Linked DNA regions of Salmo salar: region 2 is linked to region 1. Evidence: chromatin contacts called from public Hi-C data. All regions are on one chromosome and are shown on one strand. Each heading gives the region's core, a stretch centred on a gene start, on an enhancer-like site or on the middle of the called end of the contact. The rest is flanking DNA. Distances are from core to core; before and after follow the strand shown. Region 1 holds the start of LOC106596360 (transcription factor BTF3 homolog 4). Region 2 holds the start of LOC106596460 (serine/threonine-protein kinase MAK).

Region 1 (5,936 bases), core at 1,915-4,414:
AAGCATACTCATAACATGACACAGCCATCACTATGCTTGAAAATATGGAGAGTTGTACTCAGGACAAAAAGGGGAATTGCTTTGCCACATTATTTGCAGTATTACTTCAGTGCCTTGTTGCAAACAGGATGCATGTTTTGGACTATTTTTATTCTGTACAGGCTTCCTTCTTTTCACTCTGTCATTTAGGTTAGTATTGTGGAGTAACTACAATGTTGTTGATCCATCCTCATTTTTCTCCTATCACAGCCATTAAACTCTGTAGCTGTTTTCAAGTCACCATTGGCCTCATGGTGAAATCCTTGAGCGGTTTCCGTCATTGTAAATAAGAACATGTTCTTAACTGACTTGCCTAGTTAAAAAAAATATTTTTTTAAATCTACCAATAGGTGCCCTTTTTTTTGCGAGGCATTGGAAAACCTTCGTCTTTGTGTTTTTTAAGCACATTTTTACTCATGAACGTATTTAACAATAAGCAATAAAAAAGGGGTTAATTAATAATCAATAATAACTTATTGACTCCAGACATTTCATCTTTTCATTTTTTTTTACAATCATTTTTAAACTTAAAAAAAAAAAAAAAAAATATGATTCCACTTTGATATTCTGCGGTATTGTGTGTAGGCCAGTGACAAAGAAATCTGTATTTAATCCATTTTAAATTCAGGCTGTAACACAACTAAATGTGGAAAAAGCCAAGGGGTGTGAATCATTTCTAAAGGCACTGTATCTTACTGAAGAGCTCAGTGACTTTCAACGTGGCACCGTCATAGGATGCCACCTTTCCAACAAGTCAGTTCATCAAATTTATGCCCTGCTAGAGCTGCCCCGATCGACTGCATTATTATTATTATTATTATTATTATTATTATTATTGTTATTGTGAAGTGGAAATGTCTAGGAGCAACAACGGCTCAGCCACGACGTGGTAGGCCACACAAGCTCACAGAACGGGACTGAGTGCTGAAGTTCGTAGCACGTAAAAATTGTCTGTCCTCCGTTTCCACACTCACTACAGAGTTCCAAAGTGCCTCTGGAAGCAACGTCAGCACAAGAACTGTTTGTCGGGAGCTTCATGAAATGTGTTTCCATGGCCGAGCAGCCGCACACAAGCCTAAGATCACCATGCGCAATGCCAAGTGTCTGCTGGAGTGGTGTAAAGCTCACCGCCATTGGACTCTCTGAATCACACTTCAACATCTGTCAGTCCGATGGACAAATCTGGGTTTGGCAGATGACAGGAGAACGCTACCTGTCCCAATGCATAGTGCCAATGTAACAGTATAGCTTCCGTCCCTCTCCTCGCCCCAACCTGGGCTCGAACCAGGGACCCTCTGCGCACATCAACAACTGACACCACCATGAAGCATCGTTACCCATCGCGCCACAAAAGCCACGGCCCTTGCAGCGCAAGGGGAACAACTACTTAAGGTCGCAGAGCGAGTGACATCACCAATTGAAATTCTATTAGCGCGCACCACCGCTAACTAACTAGTCATTTCACATCGGTTACACCAACTGTAAAGTTTGGTGGAGGAGGAATAATGGGTCGGGGGTGTTTTTTGTGTTTTCTTTTTTTTAACCTTTATTTAACTAGGCAAACCAAACCCGGACGACGCTGGGCCAATTGTGTGCCGCCCTATGGGACTCCCAATCACGGCCGGTTGTGATACAGCCTGTGTATCATGGTTCGGGCTAGTCCTCTTAGTTCCAGTGAAGGGAAATCTTAACGCTACAGCATACAATGACATTGTAGATGATTCTGTGCTTCCAACTTTGTGGCAACAGTTTTGGGAAGGACCTTTCCTGTTTCAGCATGACAATGCCCCCATGAACAAAGCAAGGTCCATACAGAAATGGTTTGTCGAGATCAGTGTGGAAGAACTTGACTGGCCTGCACAGAGCCCTGGCTTCAACCCTATTGAACACCTTTGGGATGAATTGGAACGCCGACTGCGAGCCAGGCCTAATCGCCCAACATCAGTAACCGACCTCACTAATGCTCTTGTGGCTGAATGGAAGCAAGTCCTCGCAACAATGTTCCAAAATCTAGTGGAAAGCCTTCCCAGAAGAGTGGAGGCTGTTATAGCAGCAAAGGGGGGAACAACTCCACATTAATGCCCATGATTTTAGAATGAGATGTTCGACGACAAGGCCTATCAGGGAGTACTTGAGAAGACACATGAGACCATAGACCTTCTATTTAAATGCACAAGAGGGGGTACTTCAGGGGTACTCCAGGCAGAGCAGAATTCAGTTGCTGGAACACAAACCGGAAAAGGCCGGTAACCACTGAGTGTATTTTTATTACCATGTTTCCATCCAACATTTTTGTATGCCAGTAAAGTTCATGTTGGATAAAAAAAAATGTAATGACAGGCTTGATGGAAGCAGCAAATTTGTCGGTAAACAAACATTACCAAATGTCGACAAAACCAAATACTAGGTGCTATTGAATTGAATTAATAGGTGGGATAATAATACGAGAAATGGTGGTGGAAACGCTTTTATGCGCAAATATTGATATAATAGCCATAATATGAAAGTAAACGTGGAATCATGCGATGACATGTGGTCATCCCACTATAACCCCCGGAAATCATGCAGTTTATTAGGCTACAGGTGAAATAAATTGTAAAATAACTTTACAGGATGGGCAAAGTGCAAGGTGATGAGCGTGATGCTGCTTTCCAATAAATATCCAGGGTTTTATTCTGGTGACATGATCGTGGGCACACTCGCTATTTAAAGCAACAGGTTTTTGTGAGATAACAATCAGTAGAGTTAAATGCGATGGAAATCCATTTAACTTGTATTTTATTTTATTCGGTACATGGTTATTTAACCGTCAAAGCTATGTCATCACACACATACTATAATCTGGAGCAACAAGTCAATTTGATCACCAATGGAAACAAATCTCTGGTGGGAAAATGCACGATTTTATGCGGATTTTAGAATGTCGCCAATTGGGTGGAAACCTGGCAATTCATGCAACAAAACAAAAAAATACAAATGTGATATGGACCACAACAATGGCACAAACGGTTGATTTCTCATCAGAAACACATTGCAGGCAACTGTAGTACAAACGGCGTTCATGTTGTGGCTATAAGTCTGTATGTGTTTTAAAATGATTCATAAACTAATACATTAAATCAATCAATCAATAAATCAAAATCCCCATCTGCTGAAAATTACACAAACACCAAAACGACCTGAAATTCACCCACGGAGAGAAAAGACACGTGTTGAGATTCGCCATCATCCTCATCAACCTCGTGTTCCCTCCTGCTACTTCCTGTTCTGCTGTGAACCTTTTGTGGATCAAAGTGCTGTGCCTTGGGACTGATCGATCAAATTACTGACGCTGTCTTTTACACAGGTAAATATACATATATATACGTGTGTGTGTGTGTTTTTAACAACTAGAGCTATGGACCACGGCATATAGGATAAAAGATAACAGTAAGCGTTGTTCTCCGTTTGCTTTGAGCTCCTAGCCTACTGTGTTTACAATGCTAGCTAGGTAACAGTCTCCACGGTATCCTAGCTGTGGCTTTATGCAGGAACATTTTAGAAAAGCTCATTTTTAGTTAGTTAACTAGCTAGCTCGTCAGGAATATGAGATGGTTAACTGGCTAAATGACAGCTTTAGTTAGTTGTCGACATTTTTATGGCTAACTTGAGTCTCAAATGTTGACACTACGGGGCGTAGCGAACATTTTACTACCGTTAAAATGGGTAACGTTAGCTTGCTAGTTTAACTAGTTTAGTTAATGACATGGTGTAACGTTTTAACCAACTAGGTAACTAACTATTCATCTGTGTGTGTGTGTGTGTGTGTGTGTTTTTGGCTGACAGGCATTGTTTCTGTTGTTGTTGAAGAGTCGGACACCTGATGATTTGTAGTGTTTCCAGACAATGAACATTGTTGGCTAATAAACTAGTTTTAACTGTCAGATAAGACTCAATTGGTGCCTAGTTTGTAGCTAAGTCCATTAATAACAGCTTCCACAGTGATTCAGGATAAAACGTGAAGCTGATTTGCATTCATCCAGTAGGCCTGTTTATATTGTTGTTGATTTTTGTTAATTCATGAGGATATTTTCTTGACAACTCATCCATGTTCCTCTTTTTTCCAGATAAAAGCCATGAACCAAGAGAAACTAGCCAAACTTCAGGCCCAGGTCCGGATAGGTGGAAAGGTAACTACTATTATCATCTCTACTGTTAAAATCTACATTTTGTTATGACACAGATATGACTAAATTGTAGAACCCTTCCATATCTGGTAATGTGCAGGGTTGAAGGCCAGCGGTTTAGTAGCTTAACTGCCTGTCTGTCTGTCTGTTTTGTTGAAGGGCATTAGACTTATCAAAGCAACTGGGAGTCTTGTTTTCCCCCTGAACACATTACTCCTATTATGGGACAGATGCTTTGGCCCATCCTGCCTGGCTGTGGGGCCCAGGGCTTTGTCTCTTACTGTTTGGTAAGGGCCTCGTTGTGTCTCCTCTCCACAGCTAGATGGCACTGTTGGTGTGGCCTAAATTTAACACCTGCCGAATGTGTCGATTTTTGTCATTGGCGGATAACATGCCGATCCTGACTAGACCGGGCACGTATGTGCACGTGTTGGTTGTTGTCCACCCACACCAGACGTGATCAGGACACACGTGTTGAAATATCAAAACGAACTCTTAACCAGTAATATTAATTTGGGGACAGGTAGAAAAGCATTAAACATTTATGGAAATTTAGCTTGCTAGCTTGCTGTTGCTAGCTCATTTTGTCCTGGGATATAAACATTGGGTTATTTTACCTGAAATGCACAAGGTCCTCTACTCTGACAATTCATCCACAAATTAAAGGGTCAACCAAATATTTTTCTAGTCATCTCTCCTCCTTCCAGGCTTCTTCTTTGGACTTTATATGGTGGTTGACAACGAACTTTAAGGTGCTTCACCACCACCGACTGGAGTGTGGACCTCAGTTCATCTTTCAATCACCCACGTGGGTATATGCTCCTAACAACCAATGAGGAGATGGGAGAGGAGGGACTTGCAGCGTGTGAAGTGTCAGTCACAAATAGAAACAAGTTCTGTTTTAGTGCCTGGCTACGCAGACGCTCGTGAGCAGTGTGGATGCAATGATTGAATAATGTATTTTGCCGCGAACGTGACGTTAGCGGTGTGGTCAGCATGTTAGGTGCATTTCACCAGCCACGTTAGCGGTGTGGTCAGCATGTTAGGTGTATTTCACCAGCCACGTTAGCGGTGTGGTCAGCATGTTAGGTGTATTTCACCAGTCACGTTAGCGGTGTGGTCAGCATGTTAGGTGTATTTCACCAGCCACGTTAGCGGTGTGGTCAGCATGTTAGGTGTATTTCACCAGCCACGTTAGCGGTGTGGTCAGCATGTTAGGTGTATTTCACCAGCCACGTTAGCGGTGTGGTCAGCATGTTAGGTGTATTTCACCAGCCACGTTAGCGGTGTGGTCAGCATGTTAGGTGTATTTCACCAGTCACGTTAGCGGTGTGGTCAGCATGTTAGGTGTATTTCACCAGCCACGTTAGCGGTGTGGTCAGCATGTTAGGTGTATTTCACCAGCCACGTTAGCGGTGTGGTCAGCATGTTAGGTGTATTTCACCAGCCACGTTAGCGGTGTGGTCAGCATGTTAGGTGTATTTCACCAGCCACGTTAGCGGTGTGGTCAGCATGTTAGGTGTATTTCAGCAGCCACGTTAGCGGTGTGGTCAGCATGTTAGGTGTATTTCACCAGTCACGTTAGCGGTGTGGTCAGCATGTTAGGTGTATTTCACCAGCCACGTTAGCGGTGTGGTCAGCATGTTAGGTGCATTTCACCAGTCACGTTAGCGGTGTGGTCAGCATGTTAGGTGTATTTCACCAGTCACGTTAGCGGTGTGGTCAGCATGT
Region 2 (6,444 bases), core at 1,264-3,763, 190 kb after region 1:
CATTACACCTGTTCAGTGTGTATTTACAGGTGATTAGAAGGTTTGAATATTGTACTTTCAGACGCATGAAATTGTGCCCCTGAACACGTTCTGAACGCCTGTGAGGTAACGGGTACGTTTCATGCGTCTGAAAGTACCACATTGTAGCCCTTCCCGCGTCAATTTCCGTGTGTTTGACTATCGGTCTGTTGCGATGAATCGCTTACTCAGGGAGGCAGGACATGTTTCTAAATATGAATCGAATTGTTAAAATTATTAAAGGCGTTGGTGAGAAAAATGGAGGAAGAAATTAAAATGACTTTTTCCACATATCATTACAACTACAAAGCTGGCGCTGGCTAGCTAGCTTATTTTCATTACAATAGCATGGCTAGTTAGCTAGCTAGCAATAGTATTCTGTCTAGCCTGTAACTAATGGTTGTTACGTTGTTGGACAGAGCAATAGTTCTTTGTACTTGTCATTTGGTTGAGATTAACATTAGTTTAGAAAATAATTGTTTACTTTGTGCATATTTATTGTGTAATTGGTTGGCTTTGCTACTTAGCAAGCTGAGATTTATTTGCTCACATTGGCTAATTTAGCTGTTAGCAATTTTTTTAGGAGAACAGGTTAACGTAAACTCACTCACTTTTGTACATCGCCTTGGTCCGTACAATCGACCTTATTTTAGAGCCCAAAAAAACGTAAAACTTCCAGATCAACTGTAACGTCAATACCATTGTAAAGCACAATTTCTCCCCTTTCCAACAAAATCAATGACGAGACCTTCATGATGCCCATCTCTGCATGATTCAAGAAGGCAATGAGTTCCGTCGGGTCTTTTTTAAAATGGCGGGTGGGGAAGCTAAACCTATTGCGTGATAGTGAGAAGGTCACATGTCGTGTGGGGAAAACCGCTTTTTTTCCCCACTCCATCTGTCCAACGTATCACCTTATCGCCTCTAAAATGTAAATAAACCACTATAAAACAGTTTATATAATGTGTCATTACATACCTATTGGAAGGTTTTGTGTCGAAATTGAATCGGGTTTTTAGGGAGGTGCTAAAGTGATCTTCAGAAGTAAACAGCGGCTTTGAGAGTCATGATCGCATGCAGTGATGACGCAAAAAAATGACTAGGTATGTCATTGTCCATTTCATGTTTTTAAACGATGAGAGAAGTGCTACACCTGGTGGGGAGAGATTGTAAGGCAGAAATAGTTGCTTTACGCGTGCTGTACGTTACGCCATGACACGTCACGATGTAACGGAGGGTCCGTTTAAAAAACAACAACTTTTCCCCAATACTATAGAGCCATTACCATGTCGATCAACGCTTGAATAGAAACGTAGTTCACACCCCAGATTTTGAAGTCAACACAGTCGCTACAAGTCCCAAGTCCCATAGGACGATCATCGTTTCTGCGCCTCATAAGACTCACCTGGACTCGATTCCTTCCCAAATATTTGTCACTACCTTTGGTTCTTTCCTCAGGCGTTGTTTCTGTTTATATGTTTCATGTCTGTACGCTACTCGAGGTATCTTGTTTTGTTCCATGTTCGTTTATTACATTTAATTGATTACATTCATTCCCTGTACTTGCTTCCCGGTTATTAGTTTACACTTTACAACGTGGGGAGTGAATGAAACACTTAAGGGTCCTCATGGGCACCGATAACTTTTACACTGAATTTAAGGGAGAAAATCGCCTTAAAAAATGTTGTGCAACTGACTTTAAAGGGAAACGATAAAGGGGGAAATTAACTTAAGATGTTTTATGCAACTGGTCCCTGGGTTTACAGGGGAAGCCAGCAAAAGAGGCTTTAATTGATTACTCCAGGTGAAAACAGGTCCTGATTGGGCTAGACTTTACCGCTGGATATAGACTACCAACAGTCATTTGGTACAACCCTGGCTAACCTGCACAGAATGTGTCCATTAAAAACAGACAACTTCAAAATGAATGACTTGTCTGTGTTGAATGTTGTTGAATAAGGAAGTCAGTTCTTGTTCTTTCTCTGACATACATTGGCTGTCGTAGACATTTCTCTAATCCTATATTGACCTCAACTCTCCATCCTATCAGATTAGAAAGTCCCTCAGACAGAGAGAAAGTAAAATAATTATTGGCAGGACAGTTCAACTTCATTAGTGTGGTATGGGGTAAAGGGGCATACATTAATATACCTACGTAATAAGCAACAACCCTTAAAACTACTACTGAGCTGTTAGCTAGCTAGCTAGTTAACAAGATAAACAAACACATAACGTTAAACAACACACATCATTATATTGGCCTACCATAAACAACACCGCTGTCATGCAACATTCAGAAACGGTGGTATTACCTTAGCATACCTACCAATAAAGACATTTTGTTTTTGTCCCCTTTTTAGTCCAAGAATAAAGCAAGATGCGTTTCTGTTTTGTGAAGAAAAAACAATGCAGTGGTGAAGACAGTACAATAACAATAACTTCCTTATTGTACAGGAGCGGCTTCCTTTCTCCTTGGCAACGGCATAAATATTACAGGAAGGAGGAGATCGAAGTCCCATTGGACAAAGAATGGCGGAAGGAGCAGACTTTTGACCAATCACGTTCACGTTGTCATGTCTCGTAACGTGGTTGCTAAGATGATCGTCACGCAATCCCTTCTAAAAGTCAGTGTATATGAGTCGAGAAACGTGTCTATTTTCCTCGAAAGTACCAAATGTCCCGGTGCCAAAGATATACAAATATTACAGATAGCAAGTTAATTATCTCAACATCTTGGAAAATATGTGTAATGTTGTACTTTTTTGTTGACGACATTAATGTTGTGTTTTTGAGCAGCGGACCATTGGCAAAGGACACAATAGAGTTCAACGGAGTTTCCCATCTCCTCAAAAGTATCTCTGGCAACTGGGACCATAGAGCACCACAGTATGAGTCATAATACCCATGACACCTAGCGGTCAAACAAGGGAAAGGGTTTAATTCATTTTTCCCATAGGGAATTTTAGAAACACTTAAAAATTAGGGATGTGTTTTGTGTAGGCTCACCCTTGTGTGACGTTTTGATAACTGTGTAAATCTCTCTAGGACAAGGTGACTTTTTACAATATTTTCACCTGTATTTACCCCACCCCCTAAAATGCTAATTAGCTGCTAATGTGGCTATCATAAAGAACTAGAAATTCCATTATGATCTGGATGAGACTGACGAATCGAGGCAACGGATTCGCATGAACTATGTTAGCTAAATGTAGTAATGAATAAATTGGCAAAATTTCTTTAAATGTAAAATTCTATGAACTGTCCTGTGCAAGTTTTAAAATGTACACAATACCATTAGCAAAGGTGTCAGCTAGAGATGACGTACAGGTGTTTGCAGGGATATGTAGTTTTGCATGATATCTGTCTACTTTGATGCTAATTAGCATTTTCAAGTCAGAGTAAATAGAGATGAATATATTTATAAGTCACCTTGTCTGATTCACATGGTTATCAAAACATCACTCCACGGTAAGTCTACACAAAACATAGCCCTTATTTAAGTGTTTCTAAAATTCCCTATGGGACAAATGAATGGTGGAAAAACGATTGGAACAATTTCCCTGTTTGACCGCTAGGTTTTATGGGTATTATGAAATCTCCACTGTGGGGCTCTTTTGAGGGAGACTGGAGAATGCTGTCAGAATGATAAACACAATGCTTTATGGGACTTGTAGTCCAAAGACAGGGTCACGTCATCATTTAAGGAGAGAAAGCATCAGGAGGACCGTCCTTTAGTGGGCTTAGTTTGGGAAGAAAACTATCCCACGTTACCATCTAACGTTAAAATAAATTTAAACAAGACAAACATAAAATAAATACCTGTTTCCCACCTCCCTCATCTTTTTGTAATACATTAGCGTCATCTAGTGGTACAAAACTGCCTCTGAATCTGGGTGCGTTCCAGGTGAACAGATTCTTACATTTACGTCATTTAGCAGACTCTCTGATCCAGAGCCACTACAGTAGTGAGTCATTTAGCAGACTCTCTGATCCAGAGCCACTACAGTAGAGAGTCATTTAGCAGACTCTCTGATCCAGAGCCACTACAGTAGTGAGTCATTTAACAGACTCTCTGATCCAGAGCCACTACAGTAGTGAGTCATTTAGCAGACTCTCTGATCCAGAGCCACTACAGTAGTTAGTCATTTAGCAGACTCTCTGATCCAGAGCCACTACAGTAGTGAGTCATTTAACAGACTCTCTGATCCAGAGCCACTACAGTAGTGAGTCATTTAGCAGACTCTCTGATCCAGAGCCACTACAGTAGTGAGTCATTTAGCAGACTCTCTGATCCAGAGCCACTACAGTAGTGAGTCATTTAGCAGACTCCCCCGTGGGATTCGAACCCCCAACCTCGGCGTTGCAAACACCATGCGTTGAAAACACCATGCTCTACCAACTGAGCCACAGGGAAGGCTATCACACAAACCTTTTCTCCAACCCCAGACACTAACCCCAACCTCATTCAAGCCTTGCATGTGAGTGTTCTACTGCCTCTCTCAAGAGGCCCAGAGTTTAATGGCACAAGTGATAGGCAAAAAAAAAAAAGCTGAAGAACACTCTTATGGAACTGAAAAATGACTCCAGTATCATTATAAAACCTGCCAACAAAGGAGGTGCAACAGTGATACTAAATGCAGCAGACTATGAAAAGGAAATTCTGAGATAACTTAGTGATGATTAATTTTTACAAAAGACTCCCAAAGGACCCTACTAATCAATTAAAGTCTCTGATCCACGATAAATTGTCCCCCAAAAAATGATGAAGGGGAAATTACAAAAAACGAATATAAGTGTATGAAAGTTGACTGCCCAAACACCTGTCATATACGCTCTACCCTAAATTCACAAGAGCATGACACCACTTATACCGGGCAGGTCCATTGTGAGTAGGTTTGGATCTCTGACAGAGAATATCTCTGTCTTTTGTAGACACATTTCGTTAAACCCTGGGGAGATCTCTCCCTCCTCACGTATACTAGAGACTCTATCGATTTTAATTAATCTTTTGAAATCTGTGGACCATATATCTGAAAATACGATTCTGTGTACTTTTGATGTCACCAGTCTATATATTAACATCCCCCATCAGGCATCAGGGCGGCCTAGAGGCCCTCAAGATCTACCTCAATGAACGTCCCCCTAATGCTCTACCCAGCACCAATATGTATTGTGGACTTGGCTGAACTGGTACTAACCTCCAACTATTTTCTCTTCAGAGGAGACTTTTTCCTTCAGACCAAAAGGGACAGCGATGCGGAGCACTATGGCTGCTAATTATGCTAATCTATATCTAGGAACGAATGAAAAACACGTGGTGCTGAATCCACACCTTAACCCTTTTCTCTCCAATATTCTCCTAATTCTGAGATATTTGGATGACATTTTCGTGATCTATACAGGCACCCAGGAAGAACTTTTGGAATTCCACGCTTATCTAAACTCTATAAATGAACACCTTCACTTCACCATTAACTATGACTGATCACAAATCAGTTTTCTTGATGTGATGGTTTATTAAGCACAAAACCTCCCTTCCTACAGATCTCTAAACTTACGGACAGGAATACCCTCCTGAGACAGCTTTCATCCACGTATTAAAAGTCTCCCTATAAGTCGACTCAGTCCTATCAGAAGAATATGCAGATCTGATGCTTCTTATTAGAAGCAGATCACAGACCTCGAACAAAGATTTAAGGAAAGGGGGATACAAAGACAATTGGGTAAAACTTGCCCAATGCTCGTTTTGAAGGTGGAACACAGTTGGAAGCCTGTGCAGAACATGTCCCATCATGCTTTACCCAATACTCACCATTGGGGAAGGCATTTAAGGACATTATCAGGAAGCACTGGTACATTATTGACACTGACCCACAATTGAAACCCATTTTTTTATTTTTTAAGTCCCCTAAACGTGAGAGATATTGTGGTTACATCTGATTACCCACCAGAGAAAATGGAAACTTTTTTTGGACAAGGTTTCCGCAAGGTAATTACAAATGTGGCCAATGTGCTCAATGCAGCTTCACGTACAAACGCTGCTAAGTTACCCCACCCCCGTACCCCCGTGGCAGCCGTGGGATAGTCAGCATGGCTAACTTTACAGTAGAAGGCTACAGGGTGACATAACACACACACAAGACCATCAGTAACAACATGACTTTCACAATGCCTAGGCCTATAACTATAGACAGCGTCACAACTACGGGAATGCAGAATAACTACTGGCATGCAGTATAACTACAGGCATGCAGAAAATGGTCCACCCACACAGACAAGTGTGGTGAAGAAGGTGCAACAGCGCCTCTTCGACCTCAGGAGGCTGAAGACATGTGGCTTGTCACCTAAAACCCTCACCAACTTTTACAGATGTACAATTGAGAGTATCACCACCTGGTATGGCAACTGCACCGCCCAGAGTGTGGT

The links. Hi-C and Micro-C count contacts between places; a contact is called where the count stands out from the background.
Region 2: a Hi-C map of muscle shows a contact between it and region 1, with 5 times the contacts expected there. The contact joins the promoter of LOC106596460 here to the promoter of LOC106596360 in region 1. A contact is called at or near these places in 2 of 3 Hi-C or Micro-C datasets (gill and muscle).

Annotation. Positions count from the first base shown.
Region 1 is chrssa03:3,590,355-3,596,290 of Ssal_v3.1, forward strand. LOC106596360 (transcription factor BTF3 homolog 4) reads left to right here and starts at 3,165. Exons shown (of 6, transcript XM_014187661.2): 1 at 3,165-3,385; 2 at 4,146-4,208. The coding sequence starts at 4,155.
Region 2 is chrssa03:3,779,788-3,786,231 of Ssal_v3.1, forward strand. LOC106596460 (serine/threonine-protein kinase MAK) reads right to left here and starts at 2,514. Exons shown (of 14, transcript XM_014187746.2): 1 at 2,331-2,514.